2 separate regions of the Mus musculus genome follow, and region 1 is linked to region 2. The links are chromatin contacts, called in public promoter capture Hi-C maps. All regions are on one chromosome and are shown on one strand. Each heading gives the region's core, a stretch centred on a gene start, on an enhancer-like site or on the middle of the called end of the contact. The rest is flanking DNA. Distances are from core to core; before and after follow the strand shown. Region 1 overlaps Ptprf (protein tyrosine phosphatase, receptor type, F). Region 2 holds the start of B4galt2 (UDP-Gal:betaGlcNAc beta 1,4- galactosyltransferase, polypeptide 2).

Evidence for each region. Promoter capture Hi-C pulls out the DNA fragments that hold promoters and counts their contacts.
Region 1: a promoter capture Hi-C map of hippocampal neurons shows a contact between it and region 2, with 2.8 times the contacts expected there. The contact joins the enhancer-like site here to the promoter of B4galt2 in region 2. A contact is called at or near these places in 3 of 39 promoter capture datasets (embryonic stem cells, hippocampal neurons and liver), 1 of 484 Hi-C or Micro-C datasets (embryonic stem cells), 6 of 115 datasets of contacts at active chromatin or transcription factors (embryonic stem cells, epiblast stem cells, extraembryonic endoderm stem cells and 2 more) and 3 of 9 other capture datasets (adipose tissue, embryonic stem cells and liver).

The regions. Positions count from the first base shown.
Region 1 is chr4:118,264,267-118,267,619 of GRCm38.p6, forward strand. All of the region lies in intron 5 of Ptprf (protein tyrosine phosphatase, receptor type, F), which reads right to left. It overlaps Gm52705 (a long non-coding RNA gene), which reads left to right. Exons shown (of 2, transcript XR_003955267.1): 2 at 1-3,271. Among named protein-coding and RNA genes, the nearest start is that of Gm52705, 5.2 kb to the left of the region's middle. Within about 2 kb of position 1,540, at least 45 of the 459 cell types and tissues checked have an H3K27ac peak or open chromatin away from gene starts, as enhancers often do. A contact at or near this core is called in hippocampal neurons, where this site is marked.
Region 2 is chr4:117,881,603-117,884,829 of GRCm38.p6, forward strand. B4galt2 (UDP-Gal:betaGlcNAc beta 1,4- galactosyltransferase, polypeptide 2) reads right to left here and starts at 1,874. Exons shown (of 8, transcript NM_017377.5): 1 at 1,500-1,874; 2 at 174-215; 3 at 1-68. The coding sequence starts at 16. It overlaps Atp6v0b (ATPase, H+ transporting, lysosomal V0 subunit B), which reads right to left. Exons shown (of 8, transcript NM_033617.3): 8 at 2,728-3,039. The coding sequence ends at 3,013. It overlaps Gm12841 (predicted gene 12841), which reads left to right and starts at 1,948. Exons shown (of 4, transcript NR_168719.1): 1 at 1,948-2,113.

The DNA of each region.
Region 1 (3,353 bases), core at 290-2,789, 380 kb after region 2:
ATATCAGTGTCACTGCTGCCAGGGGAGAACAGGGGTTGCCTAGAATTCTAGGTTTGGGACTTCCTGTAGTAGCTCTTTCACCCTCATCTTTCCACCGAGAGTGAAAGGAATAGAAAGGCTTATGGTAGGAAAAAAGGTGGGGCAGGGAAAAATGACCCCTAGGAAAGCACTCATCCTGCCCAGCTCAGGACAGGGTCACCATCAGTCTTTTCCTCTGGAGCTGCTTCCAAAGATCATATGTGTGTGTTGGGGGAGGTGTGTGTTTGTGTGTGTAAGTGTGCGCGCACACTTGGGCGAGCGTGTGTGGCAAGAAGTTATCTGTCACCCTAAAGCCTCAGAACCCACGAGGGTGAGAGCAAATGCAGAACCCACGATCCAGTGTTAACTGAAACGCCCTCTTTTGCCTGCTCTCCAGGTTAGGCAATGTGAGACACTCTAGCTGGATCCAGCCAAGTGGCATAGGTGGTACAGTCTGGCCCACTTAGCAGACACAGAGCCCAAGATGGAAGCAGGTAGAAGGACAAGTGTGTAGGTGGGGGGTGGAGAAGACAGAAGAAGTCCTAAATCCTAAGGCCAGGTTTGGTCAGGACTCCTAGTGTGCCCTCCTCCTGGCTTGGTCACAGAGGAGCTGCTGAGTATGATGGCAGCAGATGACAACAACACTCTAGCCCCAACCACACTGACCAGCATTCGTTGTTGTCCGCTGTTCTGTGGGACCCCAGAAACAACAAATCTGAATACAGCACCTGACGTCCCACCAGCACCAGACTGACCCTACACATCCAGCTCAGACTGCTGACTCTCTCGCTGTTCACAAAGCTAAGGTATAATACCACCTGCTGTACACCCGTATCACACACTCACTCACACACACACTCACCCTAGATACTACCTGCCATGCACAGATGCGTGCACATGCACACATCTCACTACTGCACAGAGCCCTTAAAGTACATACCACCTGCTTACACATCATGCCCCTCCCCAGCTGCCTGAGGCACACTGCTGGTATACACATCCCTTCACACATGCTCACACCACTGTAAGCACATCATCTTCTATGTGCACGAAATGACAAACATCCAGCCCTTGAGCCCGGCCCCCAGGACAAGTCCTACTCCACTGCCTCTTGTCCCCATCTTCCTTTGGGCATTCGGTGTCCCTTCCAGAACTTACCCAGTCACTAGGGCTCCACCACAGCTTTGGCTGTCTAGCCTCCTCCCTGGAGTTCTCCCCAACCATGGTTCTGCCTGGCCTGGACTCTGCAAACCCTGGGGACTCTAATGACCTCCAAACTGAGCTCAACACCCTCACTATCCCCCTCCACCTCGGAAGGGAAAGCCCAGAATCAAGGCCTCACTCCCTTCCCCCACCCCTCCCCTCCCTTGTGAGGGAAAATGTCAGATTCCCTGTCTCAGTGGCGGCAGCGGGCGGGTTGGAGGGGGAATGATTCAGCCGCCGCCTCAAGAGTGCCGAGCGAGAAGAGCTTTTCCTGCCATTACCCGGCGAGGGAGAGGCTGGCGCGCTAATGGCTTCAATTACCACTCAGACAGGAACGCTGGGCGGCAGGGCCCTGGTACTCATCACAGCCCAGGACAGGACAGGCCCAGCCCCAGCCAGCTTGTGCTGGACACCCCACCTTGCACCCTGACAGGGATGTTGGCACACCGGCTGGCCATCCCAGCATAGTGGGCTAGGTCTCACAAGCTGCACCAGCAGCGGCAGAGTACGGAGACTCGTGGGGGACCTGGCAATGGTGGTGTCCCCAGAGGCTGCAGTGAGAGTGGACTGAGCTGGGCCTGGGGTGGTAGGAGGAAGGGCAGAAGGCCCCAAAGGAAGTATAATACTGGGGTTCCCTTTTGAAGACACACTGCTCCTGCACCTGGGCCAGGTTCCCCAGGCATTACCCAGGAACTCCCCAAAGCACCTGTCTCCTGATGCACAGGCGGGCACATGTGTGTGAGACGTGAGAGCAAAGCAACCAGGCACTATCTTTCAGCCCCTAAGCCAAGTTTATCTCTCACTACTAGGATTCTATGGTAGTCTCTCCATAGAAAATGGCCCTGGCTCTCCCCTCGTGTCAACCCCAGAGCTCCAAAAAAAAAAAAAGCCATCTTTTCATCTATTGCAGGCAAGCACCCCAGCTTTCCTGCCCCCCACCCCAGAAGAACAGGGAGGAAATGAGGCAGGGTTGCTTTAGGCTGCCTCTCCGTGGTCTTATCCCCTGTGACATTCCTTTCTGCCAAGCCTTAAGCTGGTCAAGGTTACAAAGACAACAGGACAGGTCAGCACTTTTGCCTCGCTGGTGCAATATCTCAGGAGCAGGAGGGGCCCACGAAGCCCACAATTCCAACCACTCTGGTGTAGTAGGGACCTGTCTGTCTCACACATCATCAGACATCTTCCAGTTCCCAGATGCATCAACATATAGCCTGAAGCCCAGGTCTGGGGATAAAAGTCCATGTCTAGTACCGGGGTCCATCCCAACACCACATAAGAAAGAACACCCTCTAATCCATGGAAAGAAACTCTTGACCAGGAAGGCCGTTTCTAATGGCAACCCTATGCCAAGTGTGAGTTCTCTTCCCCGGGCCTTGAGAGACCCTTTAAAGGGTAAAGTTGACAGGGCAGTGGGATGTCTTAGAGGAATCAGCTCTCCAGTCTCACAAGGAGACTACTCCCTAGCCGGAGAGCCTCAGAGGTTGCCCGCCATGATAGGGATTATAGTTCTAGTCTTTTAGACTCCACTCCAATACAAGGCAGGGTACATGACTCTCACACCAACAGGTGAAATCCTTTCTCCTGGGTCACAAATTGGAGGTCAGAAATGACCAGAAGGAACCTCCAAGCCAGTGGTTTCAGCTCAGACCTGGTTGTCTGGCCCCCTGTCCCCAAATGGAACGGACAGCAGGGCTAGCACAACCCAGTGACACCAAGCAGCAGCGGCTCAGGTTGTCTACGCTTCAGAATGGACTCTGAGATCCTGGGCTACAGGGAAAGCTCCACACTAGCTTGGACTGTGGGTACGATGTCCTGGATCCCGGTTGGAACAAATGAGGCCCAGCGTTCCTGTCTACAGGGGAGGGCCGCACACAGCTCTATTAGAACCCACTGATTCACACGAGACACACAGATGCAAGAATTACTGAATGGATGCATGTGTGAACACATAAAGCCAAAGCATAAAAATGGCCAATGTGAAAAGATGTTCCACTGCTCTTGTAATCAAAGAAATGCAAATTAAATTGAGATGCCATTTTTTGCCTATTAACTTGGCAAAGCTTTTTTTTTTTTAATGGTAATTTCTACTGCTGGTGAAGATGTGCAGAGAAGAGGCCCTCGTATGCCCTCCC
Region 2 (3,227 bases), core at 624-3,123:
CCAGCAGTCTGCTCATCCCGCAAGTGGCCAATGGCCCGCCCAATGGGCCCAAGCATCCGGCTGACAGCCTGAACAGAGGGAGAGAGAGATCCCACAGGTCAGACTAGGACAGGTGATGAGCCCCACCTGCTTCCGACTTGGCTGCTCATTCCCAGCTCCTTATCCATACTTACCTTTCATACACCTTGACACTCACGGGCTTGTTTGTGTTCTACCTGCAAACACACCAACAGGCGCTGGCAACTCAGTATCTGCTATCCTAGGCACACCCCAGCACTCAAACCACCTAACCACACACATAAACCCTCACCGTACAACTCCGTGCACGCATACCCACAACAGTACAGACAGGGGAATTTGATTACCCAGGACTGTACCTCGGCACCAAACCACTTTTATCCACAGGCTCCACCTGTGGCCCAGGGACCAGCAACATCACAGGACAGAATCCTCAACACAGGACACATGGTTTAGAGAATGGATCACTTACTGAGTGCCCATCACGTAAGGAATTCTTTATACTATGACTTCATTTAGTCCTTCCGAGGGCCATGAAGGGAAGTCACTTAGACCCATGGCCAGTTTGAGCACTCAGGTCCCAACAGCAAGCAGGCCTAGCCAACTAGGACCAGGCTGAGAAGGAGCCTTCAGCACTCAAGAGTGCCCTCCACCCAAAAAGGAGAGATGTTTAAACAGGTCCTTCCCACTGGAACAAGGGGCAAGAGCATACCCCGTGGGGCAAGCAATAGAGAGCCCCTCACCTAAGATTTCAGGCTAGCTAGCTAGCTCTGGAGCCTGATTAGCAAAGCTAGTTCTGATTCCTGAAATGGGGTACACTTGGACCCTAGAGGAGTAAAGTTCATACACTGGCAGAGGTGGTGGGGGCTGGGGGTGCCCTTGCTCGAACCAGGTCTCCCCTGTAGTTCCAAAAGGTCAAAAAATACTTCTGGCCATGCTCCTGAGAGCAGAATATCTCAAACAGTCACAAAATCACATAGACTGCTTTAGTACCAGCAGTCGGCATCCACACTCAAGGGACACACAGAGACCTACATATAGAGCTAGACACACTTGGGGTGACAGTAACATACGGAGCCACATATATCAACAAACCGCGGCTCGGACTTATACAAGCGTAGCCATACACCCAGACCCACGTGCAAGTATTCCCAACCCCTCCCTCCAGGGCAGGGGCTCTGGGTCAGGCTAGCCACCAAACTGAGGGGTGCGTCTGGGCGGGGCTGGGAGGCTGAACACGTGGCACCTCGGGACGGGGGAGGCAGTAGGACAGGTGGGTGTGGAGCCCTGGGGAGGGGTGCATGCAGTGGGGGATGTGGAAGTGGGGCCGGGGCCGAGCGCCTCTGCGAGACACAAGGCCGGGGCGAGCGAGGACAATGAGGGAGGCCGGATGGGGGCGGACGCCGGAGCCCAGGAGGCTAGCGGGATGGGGGTAGGGTGGGGTGCAGCCAGGCCGGGGGCAGCGCCGGTGCCTCGCTCACCGGGTCCTGGGCTGGGATCTGTGACGGCGCGCGGGCGGCCCCCTAGCCGGGCCGGGTCTGGAATGTCGGGGCCCTGGGTGGGGGGCCGCGCGCGCCCTCCTCTCTCGCAGCGCTCGGGGCTCAGCAGGGGGCGCCGCTCCAGCTCGGGTAGGGATCCCGGCTCCAGCAGCTGTGGACGGCTCTGTCCCCCATGGCCCGGCCCCACCGCCCGGTCAGCGGTCCCCGAGGCTCCGGGGCCACCTCCCGCCGCCGCCGCGGGCCATGGAGCCGAGCCGCCCCGGGAGGCAGGGCGGGGCCCGGCAGACCCACGGACCGGCGGACCGACGGACCACTGCGCTGCCGCCTCCCTCCCGCGCTACGGCTCCTCGGAGGGGCAGGCCAGGCCGGCGCGCCCGCGCGCGCGCCCCCGCGGCCCCCGCCTCCAGTGCGCCCGCACGCGCCGCGCGCCGCTCCGCCGCCCGCCCCTGCCGTTGGCCCTGCGCGGCCCAGCCAGCGGGGAGGTGCGTTTGCGGATGCCTGAGACCCAGGAAGGACGCAGGAATCCATCAGGTTCCTCCATCAGCTTGCTTTAGGGATGGGAAGAGACCAGGAGCCGGATGGCTAAGGCCCTTCAGGTATTTGGGACGGGGTCTGGATAGTGGGCAATTCAGAGGGTTAGGGCCTTGCCAACTCTTTCCTGGGAGCATGAGTCAAGGTCAGCCAACCAGGGCTGCCTGCTGGGTAAGACCCCTAAAGGTGTTGACTGAAAAGGACTTATTAGGTAAAAGCAGGTTGGGTAAGATTTAGGGTGGTGTTGGAATCAAGAATTGTATAGGAATAGGCGGAGCTGAACAAGGCCCTAGGAACTAAGACCATAGAAGAGGTTTCTGGAAGGGTTAGGTGTTCATACTGGACTATCAAATGTAAAACACTGTTCTCCAGGAAAATCCAGGTGCGGGGAGTTTCAGGAGTATAGCGACAGAGAGGAGAATTAGCTGTAGTGAGTTTGGGTCTAGTGCACAGGGGTCCAAAGACATAGGGCTAGGAGGATCTCAGAGCCCAGACTCTTCAATGAAGAGGTGCCAGCATTACAGCCAGCCTAGCACCCTGATCTGCCACCCAGGAGCCAGCAAGGTCCAGAGCAGAGATGATGTGTAGACAGAAAGTTACAGGAGGTTGGAGTGAGTGAACAGGTCCTCCCCTTCCTTTGTGAAAGGTGTCGCAAGGGGCCAACAGAAGCCTCACTGACTGGGACAAATACCAAGTTTATTTCACAAACACTAGGAAGATGGGCTGGATGGGGGTTGAGGGGGGCACAGGTGCACAGCTGTACACAGTCACCATCAGCAGCCCACTCCCCACACTGGGGTTCAGTCTGGACTGCAATGCCTCCAGAGTCAACAGGCAGCAAGAGGTGAGTGCAGGGGAGACCCTGAACACCAAGCCCCAGAAAGGCTGAGGGACACAGCTCCAGCTGTCCCAGGAAAACCAGCAATAAATAACAGTAGGGCACGGCCCCACCCATACAGGTCATCTAGTCACCCATCTTCACTCTGGAGGTCTGCAAAGGAAAAACAGGACAAATCAGGCAGGGACAGTGACCAGTGACAAGACCAGAACCAGCAGGCCAGTGGGTGGACAGACGGACAGACACACTATGACAGACAAACAGACATGGACAGTAACAAAGGAGCTCAGCTGTACAACAGAGAAGACAAGTCCCATGGACAGTGTTAGTGTCGCCAAGAG